Linked DNA regions of Anas platyrhynchos: region 1 is linked to region 2. The links are chromatin contacts, called in public Hi-C maps. All regions are on one chromosome and are shown on one strand. The core of a region is the stretch at or near the end of the contact, and the rest is flanking DNA. Distances in the headings are between cores, read along the strand shown. Region 1 has its middle 18 kb from the start of LBHD2. Region 2 holds the start of EXOC3L4 (exocyst complex component 3 like 4).

Region 1 (4,778 bases), core at 692-3,191, 91 kb after region 2:
CTGCAGTTTGCAACTCAAAGAACACTTTAAATCTGCTTAGCAATTTGTAACGCCCACAGGAGCACACTGTGTAAAGCTGCAGTTATGAGACAAATCACTTCTCCATTAAGCGTGGCTCCGGAATGTGCCTGCTGCCAGCCCGCACGCCGAGCGCTGGAGGGCAGGGGGAGCAACGTGCGGGGCAGTGCGAGGGGCAGAGAGGTTTGCCAGACGTGGGTACAGCCGTGTAACCCAACAGCACCAGCTGCACCAGCTGCAGACCCCACCCGAGCTGAACTGGGCTGGAAAAGTGTCGGGATGCAGCAGGAGAGGAGCGCCGGGAGTCCAGGGTGGGGAGTGAGGAGTATTTTTGGTAGCGAATCTACTGGAGTTACACCTTGTAGCTGTCGTGGGAGGGCTGATTCTGGGGAGTGAGTGCGCCTTGCAAGTGAGAAAAGCCACAGCAAGGAGAGCCAAAATTAAAAGACGTAGCGCTGAGAAAAGCCAAGAGGAGGCAAAGCGAGGCTGACCCTGATGTCCATCCTCCAAAGCAGGTAAAGACCCTGGTGAAGAGTCCTGATCAGTGGGACTGAAGCCCGAACCCGTTTTCCCCAATGACCAGCTTGCATCTCAGAGGTCCTCTAAGATTTGGGGTGCAGGCTGCCCTTCTAACCTGTGGAAAGGGAGCAGAGCTGCCAATCCTGGGCCCAGCAAGCCTTACAGCTGAGCACCCAGAAGACAGTGAGCTGTCTTGAAGCATCTGCCAGAACCGTGCAACCACATTTAAGCCTGACAAGGCCGGTGAGGAGAGGCAGGCAGGCAGGGGAATTAGACAAAAAGGCCAGGGTTTGTGTGTAAGCCTTTATCTCGCTCCTGGGGAAGGTGTTCGGAAACCTTGAATGAGAAGAAAGGGTAGGAAGATAAACAGAGCCGACAGCTGAATCCCTTTAAGATTTTGAAATGATGATCAAAGGAAAATGCAAAGGAGGAACATGCCCTCAGAAAGTTGGAGGGGAAAGATCCACAGCTCAGTGTTGGGCAGCAGGTCTTAGAGGAGGCATTTCATCCTGCCTGGGGAGTCCAGCCTGTCCTGGCCCAGGAAAGCACATGCTGAGCTGTGGGAAGAGCATGGACAAGGCTGAGCAGAAATGCCACGTTTCTGGGGTTACAGGAGGTGCTACAGGCCATGAAAATTGCAGTTATGAGACAAATCACTTCTCCATTAAGCGTGGCTCTGGATGGTGACATGGGAACGGGTCACCTGCAAAGGCTGAGCAATCTGCACCCATACAGATTTTCACAGCTCAACTGGGAAAGGCCCTGGCTTAATTTTGGAGTTACTTATGCTCTGTATGGGGGGTTGGACCAGATGGCTTCCAGCAGTCCCTTCTAACCCAAATTGTTCCACGGTTCTGATCTGAAGTAATCTCCAGGTAATATTTTAAAGCTTTAAAATGGTTGCCTGCTGTACTGGAAACCCAGAGGCTCTGCAATACTCGTGCCTGGGGAGCTGGAAGGGAGCTTACAAGAAAACACAGGCCAACCACCAGCCCAGCAAAGCCTAAATGATTCCTAGAGTGACAAGTGATGCTGACAACTGAAGTGGAACTTCTCCAGTTTTCTTTCAGACTGGGCTCGAATGCATGTCTGTGCTTTTGTTGTGAACGTGAGGGGTTTTATTAGCAGCATTTGCACTGGGTACTTGTTCATCCCCACTTGCAAAGGAGCAAAAGAGCATCTCTACCTCCTGCAAGCAGTCGGATATTTCTATTTCACATCCCTTACCCTAAGACACGTTTTGGTGCTGGGTTTGGGTGGCACTGTGTTGATGGGAGCAGGAACATTTCGTACAGCCAAGGTCTCTGTGCCCTCACCCTGCCAGCCTCAGGAGACACTGCGTAGCTGTAACGTGTCTCAATCAGCCTGCTGGAAAAGTAAACCACAGTTCATGAACTCTGTAGCTCTGACTCAGGGCAGGAGACAGAGGCTTGAAAACAACAGGGAAAAGAAAAAACCTATCCCAAGGCACAGGTCAGTTTTCAGTGACTCCGATGGCAAAATATGCTTTCAAGATGTTCACGTCTGGCATGTCACGTTGTGGCCAGGATGCCTTATCGTGCAGCTGTCACTCACCCAGGACCGAATACAGCAAACTGATCACATTTGATCATTATTCCTTCAGCAGCACTTCAAGACTTCACTACAGGACGTGCACCCTACAGAGCTGGGTATTATGCACACAAAGTACACACCCCCTCCCTCGCCATCACAGTGAAATTTCCAGTCCATTTTCTCCCTCGACCCACATTTTTGTAGCAGGTGCTTTTAAATGAAAGGAGGAAAATGAGAAGCAGCTGCTTGATGGCTGCTGAAGGGTCTGGGATAGTAGCAGCAGCCTGGGCTGAGGAGGATTAATAGGCAGTGTGCACGTGAGGGGGTCAGAGGTGGCGAATAAATGCAGTTTATCAGAGAGTTACAGAAATAAAGGAATGAATCACATTGCTCTCATCACCATAGATGAGGTATAAATAGAGTTAATCAGCACTGAATGAAAGCATATTAACTCAAGGAGAATTATTCATGCACTGCAGGTGTTTTCCCAATCCCTGTCCATGCAAGTAATGAGTGAGAGCAGTAATTGGTGTCCAGCCCATCGCTAGCCAGCAGCTATTGCCCCTTCTGGACTGAATTAATCTTCCAAATTGCTGTGCTGCTTTACAACACATATTTCAACATAATGATCTTTTACTTATTATTATTTTTGGTAGCTAGTGAGTTATCGAGATTGATAGCATCCTTTGCAAGGAAAAATAAAGCACCCTAAGGGGAGCTGATAACTCATTGAACTCTTGAACCACCTCCAAGTCCCCTCTCTGGGACTTCAGCGTTATGATGTATTATTTATCCAGCCCTGGCTGTGCCTCTCGCAGCGTGCTAGGAAGCTTCGGGAGAGTAATAACAACGCGGGCCCTGTATGCTCTCCCTGAACGCTCGCAGAGAGAGCCTGCTACTCATTTGCCTTTCAATAAGGGCTGTATTTTTCCTTCGCAGCCACTTTTCCAAGCAGACACTTCCACGCGGCAGGTTACCCGTGCGGCCTCAAGGGCCTCCCTGCCTCTGCCCAGCTCAGCCTTCGGGTGCCACAAAAGCCTTCAGGTGCCACACAGGCCTCCTGGTGCCACAGTGGTCTCCCAGGGCTGCTGCCACTGACATCTCCCCGCACTTTAGGCCACCACCACAGCTCCCTCAGGGCAATGCCCAGACGCCTGGGTGCATCTCCCCCGGGTGCAGGCCTCGAGGTGCTGAGCTCAGTGGCACAGCGCTTGAGCAGACGGGGTGTGCTCGCCCTCCTCGCTAGCTCAGAGCCCAGCGGGTCACCCAAAGCACCCAAATGAGGCAGATGTGCATGATTAACCCCCTGGGGGCCAAGCCCATCAGGGTGCGGGATGGGTGCGAGGTGCCCAGGTCCCCCTGCGGAGCCCCTCAGGCGCCGGGGCGCGGCGGAGGCAGCGGCCTCGTTTCCTTTACTCCTGGCTCCCTCTCGTGGGCCTCCCCCAAAAGCACAGCTTCCTCGGCTGCTGCCCTGAGCCCCACGGCCCCAGGGATGCCCACAGCCTCTCCTGGCTGCCCACAGGGTGTGGGTAATGAGTGGGAGTGCTGTTGGTGCCCGGCCGCAAATCCTTGATGCTGCAAGGTCAAGCACGGCAGCTTGAGCTTCCAGGCTGCACGGCTGTGCTCCTGCCCCCAGCTGAGGGTAGCCGCTCAATTAATGCCCTTGCTTTCACACCCCACCATCTGGTATGGGGACAGATGTGCTTTTTCCCAAGGAAAAAGGTCATCCATAATTGTCACTTCTCTGCCCTTCCCCGCACGCCCTCATCCGAAAGTCTGCAGCACCGGTGTCCCTGGCAGGGTCACTGCGCTTCCATTTCCATTGCTGCCCAGCGAGGCTGTGGGGTCTCCTGCTCTGGAGATGTTCACAACCCACCTGGATGCCATCCTGTGCAGTGTGCTCTAGGTGATCGTGCTTGGCAGGAGGGTTGGACTGGGTGATCTCCAGAGGTCCCTTCCAACCTCGGCCATGCAGTGATCCTGTGGTTTCCTTCCTCTTCTGCTTCCCGCTGCCCCACGTGTCTGTGCCTCTGCAGCATCCTCCACCTACCCCATGACCCAGCCGAAATCTTTACCCGAGCCCTCAGCTTACAGCTCCCGCAGAGACCTGCTGCCTCCCCCCTTGTTCCCAGCCTGTCTGCCAGCTCCTCTGCCGTTTCCTGACCCACGCCACCCCTGCCCTCACGTCCTCTCACCAGCAGCGGCCTCATGCCTGCTTGGTGGCCCTCCTGCCCATCTTCCTACTCGCTCTGCGCTGTTGTCAGCACTGCTACCTGACCTCTTCTTTCATCCCCGTCACCCCAAGTCACCTGAAAATGCGCTCATCCTCCTTCACTGCTTCCTTTTATTCTTTCCCCTCTTACGTTTTTATGTTTCGGCCCCAGCTGTGTCCCTCATTCCAGCCATAACTCATTCCGAGATGCAGAGAGGAGGAGGCATGCCTCAGAAACCTGCCCTGAGGATGTGGAACTGGCGCCAGGCTCAGGATGTGCCTGCAGCTGCGGGGCTCTGAATTTGGGTCTGGTGTTTGTGGCACAAACTGAGGTGGGTAACTGAGCCTTCCTGTGCCTTTCTTTTCCTCCGGCATCTGTCCTCTGTGCCGCAAGCTGAAGCTGCCGGGTGCAGGGCTGCTGTTCTCGTGCAGCAAGGTGTCAGATTCAGAGGCCCTAATTTGTGTGAGTGCAGAG
Region 2 (4,993 bases), core at 1,268-3,767:
AAGGTGGTTGATAAGGTTATCACAGCACAGTGCAGGCTCCCAAGGCTTGCAAAGTCTAAGTTGCTTGAATCACAGAATCACAGAATCACAGAATTTCTAGGTTGGAAGAGACCTCAAGATCATCGAGTCCAACCTCTGACCTAACGCTAACAGTCCCCACTAAACCATATCCCTAAGCTCTACAAGGGTTACATATATTTTGCTTCTTACCTGAAAGAGGTTTTCCTTCAATGGGCTCCGTTTCTATTGTCTCAACAACCTCCTCCAAATCATTAGGGACTGTAGTTTTGTTCTCTTCATAGCTCTTGGAGGACAGAAAAGAAAGTCTTTTTTTCCTCAAAGTGCCAGTGCCTTCCTGTTCTTTCTCTTTCTTCAGGCTTCGCTTGGATTTCCGGATGCTTAGCATTGTTTTAAGACCTCTTTCAAGGAGTCCTATGTTCTCGCCATGCAAAGTCGGGCTGCCCAGTTCTGGAGCGACCTCCATCTCCTTCCCTTCACTCTTTGTTGGAGAGGCTGGTTCTGAGGCTGCTGTTGTTGGACTCAGTTTCAGTTTTATACTCATCTTGTCTTTCAACAACAGGATTTCCAAAAAGGTCGACAGTAGTCACTGAAATAAACAAAACCACAGGGTGAGATGAGAGGATCCTAGCAGCCTTGGGGTGTTTCCAAAGCCGGTCCTGGACTGGAAAATCTGGTCCGTACCTAATCCAAGGACAGAGAAAGTGGTTCTAGCCTGTCACCACCAAAACAGCCTTTCTACCTACATGGTGCACGTGCTGGTCTGCACGTAGCCCTGCAAGGCTCCAGCTAACTCCTTAGATGAGGCACGTGGCAGCTCTTCCTCCAGCACCAAACAATCACTGAATGCCAAGGATGAAATCTGCCGGGCACACCATTTCAGCTGGTAACAAGGCATGTTCTCACTTCCCTTTTTCCAGGTGGATTTCCAGCCCTGCAGGCTGTGTCTCAGTAGGGTAATTCCCACTTTCTGACATGGATGTGGCAAGTGTGGGCCGTGCCACTGGCCCTGCCCTGCTGGAGCCCCAGGTGGCTGCTGCTGGGGGTGCCCAGGGGAAGGGGGCTGAGCGGATCTCCCCTCTCTGCTCCTGCCCCTTCCATCCCAACCACCACAAGCTGGCCTCCCCAGATCGTCATGGTTACAGCACAGCAGGCTTTACGATGCCCTGAAGGTTCACATCACTCATCTGCCTCGTGTGGTGCTGAGGCTGGGTGTCTCAACCGAGCTCCTGCTCGAGCTGAGGGGGGTGATGTGGAGTGCTGTGCCTCCAGGAGCCCAGGGCATCCAGATCTCAGCAGAAACACCCCTGCCAGTGCTCCTGGGCAGCAGTGGCACCCCTGCAGTTGCTTGGCTCCCACCCTGCAGCACAGAGACCAGCTCCTCTCTGCCTGCTGAGGGCTGCCTGGGAAGGGGCAATGGGAGAGGCTGTGCCCTCCTTTCCATCCCTGTCTGCCACCAGGTCACCACCAGCACGGCCAGGCCACGGGGACGTTGTGCACTGCAGGTCTGAGGATGGTAAAAGCCACTTTCTCCCAGCGCAGACTCAGGCAATCAGTTTAAATCATTAGAAGCAGCTATTCTTTGAGGTCACCCTGGCCTGTCTCAGGTCTGTCAAGCTCGCAGGAGCCAGAGATTGAAATACGATTACAGAGAACAGACCTGCTGGGACTCTGAAAATACTTCTCAGCCCTCCCTGATCCTAGCCTGGCCAGATTTCCTCTCCCTCGTGCGCAATTATTGCCCAGGTTATGAGCTGCGAGGTCTGCATCTTCCCGCGGGTGGGCTGAGCTCCTGGCACAGCGGGGCTCGGACCCTGCCTTGATCCTTTTTCGGAGGAAATATTTGGTCAGGGGAAGGGAAGAAGAGAAGGAGGGGGTGTACCCCGTTCCCAGGGGCTTAGAGGGAAGGGAACTAAATTCCTGGCTCACACCCCGCATCGTGGTGGAAGGGGCAGGGAGACAAGGCAGCAGGACCTGGAGCAAACCCGTGGGCAGGGGAAGGGAAGGAAACACACCCCGGCACCGATCCTCTCCGCTGGGATAACCTGGATGTGGTCCACGGGACTGGCGAGCAGCTCTGTGCAGGGGTCGTGGGGCTGGCTGTCAGGGCGAGCTCATCTGCCTCCATCCGCCTGCGTGGCCGGGGGGCTCGCTGCGGGCACGGCGCCTCTCTCCATCGGGCTCTGTCCTCTGCAGAAGGGCTCCTGGCGGTGGGAGGGGGTCCCGGCCCCTCCTGCCCAGCACCTCTGTCAGCTTCACCTGCCTGCTTCCCAGGAGAGCCTTGGGCTTTCACTCTTTCACTTTCATTAGATGGGAATTTAAAAGAAAAGAAGGTAACAATCCTCCAGGGTTAATATTTAACCGAGGGGTGGGAATAGAGAGGCAGCCTCTGTGCTGAAGGTGAAACAGGGATTGAACGGGGTAGGGGGGAGCAGGAATCCTGCAGCCCCTGGTCCTGCCTTCAGCGGGGTGAAGCCCTGCGGGGTTTGGGTACAAGGGCTCAGAATCATAGAATCATAGAATCATAGAATATCCTGAGTTGGAAGGGACCCTTAAGGATCATCAAGTCCAACTCTTGACACCGCACAGGTCTACCCAAGTTCAGACCATGTGACTAAGTGCACAGTCCAATCTCTTCTTAAATTCAGTCAGGCTCGGTGCAGTGACCACTTCCCTGGGGAGCCTGTTCCAGTGTGCAACCACTCTCTCTGTGAAGAACCCTTTCCTGATGTCCAGCCTAAACTTCCCCTGCCTCAGCTTAACTCCATTCCCGCGGGTCCTGTCGCTGGTGTTAATGGAGAAAAGGTCTCCTGCCTCTCGACACCCCCTTACGAGGAAGTTGTAGACTGCGATGAGGTCTCCCCTCAGCCTCCTCTTCTCCAGGCTGAACAGGCCCAGTGCCCTCAGCCGTTCCTCGTACGTCTTCCCCTCCAGGCCTTTCACCATCTTCGTAGCCCTCCTCTGGACACTCTCCAACAGTTTCATGTCCTTTTTATACTGTGGTGCCCAGAACTGCACACAGTACTCGAGGTGAGGCCGCACCAGCGCAGAGTAGAGCGGGACAATCACCTCCCTCGACCTACTAGCGATGCCGTGCTTGATGCACCCCAGGACACGGTTGGCCCTCCTGGCTGCCAGGGCACACTGCCGGCTCATATTCAACTTGTTGTCTACCACGACCCCCAGATCCCTCTCTTCTAGGCTGCTCTCCAGCGTCTCATCGCCCAGTCTGTACGTGCAGCCAGGGTTTCCCCGTCCCAGGTGCAGGACCCGGCACTTGCTCTTATTGAACTTCATGCGGTTGGCGATCGCCCAGCTCTCCAACCTATCCAGATCCCTCTGCAAGGCCTTTCCACCCTCATTCGAGTCCACAACTCCTCCAAGTTTGGTGTCATCAGCAAACTTGCTCAAAATGCCTTCTATTCCTACATCCAGATCGTTTATAAAAATATTGAAAAGTACCGGCCCTAAAATGGAGCCTTGAGGGACCCCACTGGTGACCGCCCGCCAGCCTGACGCAGCCCCATTCACCATAACCCTTTGGGCCCTGCCCGTTAGCCAATTGCTCACCCATCGTATGATGTTTTTATTTAGCTGTATGCTGGACATTTTGTCCAGTAGGATCCTATGGGAAACCGTGTCAAAAGCCTTGCTGAAGTCCAAAAAAATCACATCAGCTGGTTTCCCTTGGTCCACCATACGGGTGATCTTATCATAAAAGGAAATCAGGTTAGTTAGGCAGGACCTACCCTTCACAAACCCATGCTGGCTGGGACCAATGACTGCTTTGTCCCCCAGGTGCGCCTCAATACGTTCGAGAACCATCTTCTCCATGATTTTACCAGGCACTGACGTGAGACTGACAGGCCTGTAATTGCTAGGGTCTTCTTTCTGACCCTTCTTGAAAATCGGCACAACATTTGCCAGCTTCCAGTCTACCGGGACCTCTCCAGACTCCCAGGATCGTTGAAAAATAATTGAGAGAGGTTCCGCGATGACGTCCGCCAGCTCCTTCAGCACCCGGGGATGAATCCCATCCGGACCCATGGACTTGTAGGGATCCAAGTGGAGTAGCAGATCCCGCACACGTTCAGGGTCGGTCGGGAGTTTGTCATCCCCACCGTCCCGGTCCTCCAGCTCGGGGCACCCTGGGTCCCGAAGCCCATCATCGGCATTGAAGACAGAGGCAAAGAAGGCGTTAAGCGTCTCTGCTTTGCCTATGTCATCGTCTGTGAGAAGACCTTCCCTGTCAAGGAGCGGCCCTATGTATTCTTTAGTTCTCCTTTTTCCATTCACATATCTAAAAAAACCCTTTTTATTTTCTCTCACAGACACAGCCAGCTTCAACTCAAGGTGTGCTTTAGCCACACGAATTTTCTTCCTACAGACACGAGCAGCATCCCTGTATTCTTTCCATGTCACCTGGCCCTCCTTCCAGTAGCGAAACACTCTCTGTTTCCGCCTGATCTCCATAAGAATGTTCCTGGTCAGCCACGACGGCCTCCTGCCCCGCCTGCCTGACTTGCGATATTTAGGAATCGCCTGATCTTGTGCTTCTAGGAGGCATCGCTTAAAGAGTGACCAGCACTGGTGGACATCAAGGCCTTCAAGAGCAGCTTCCCAGGGGACCTTGCTGACTAGTTCCCCGAGCAGCTTGAAGTCCGCCTTCCCCATATCTAGGGATGAGGTTTTGGTGGCACTTTTCCTTCTGTCACCGTAAATTTTGAACTCAACCACTTCATGGTCGCTATGACCGAGGCGGCCACCAATCACCACATCTCCCACCAGACCCTCTCTGTTTTCTAGCAACAGGTCTAGGAGGGCACCTTTCCTAGTTGGCTCCGTTAGCACCTGCACCAAAAAGTTATCATCTAGGTGCTTCATGAACCTCCTGGACTTGCTCGTGTCAGCCGTGTGGCACTCCCAGTTAACGTCTGGCAAGTTGAAGTCCCCCATAAGGACAAGGGGAGTTAAT

What was found. Hi-C and Micro-C count contacts between places; a contact is called where the count stands out from the background.
Region 1: a Hi-C map of skeletal muscle shows a contact between it and region 2, with 1.8 times the contacts expected there. The contact joins the enhancer-like site here to the promoter of EXOC3L4 in region 2. A contact is called at or near these places in 2 of 8 Hi-C or Micro-C datasets (skeletal muscle and subcutaneous adipose tissue).

What each region holds. Positions count from the first base shown.
Region 1 is chr5:11,008,195-11,012,972 of IASCAAS_PekinDuck_T2T, forward strand. No RefSeq gene overlaps it. Among named protein-coding and RNA genes, the nearest start is that of LBHD2, 18 kb to the left of the region's middle. Within about 2 kb of position 1,942, at least 2 of the 8 cell types and tissues checked have an H3K27ac peak or open chromatin away from gene starts, as enhancers often do.
Region 2 is chr5:10,916,252-10,921,244 of IASCAAS_PekinDuck_T2T, forward strand. It overlaps EXOC3L4 (exocyst complex component 3 like 4), which reads right to left and starts at 2,518. Exons shown (of 12, transcript XM_038179851.2): 1 at 2,034-2,518; 2 at 211-607. The coding sequence starts at 562.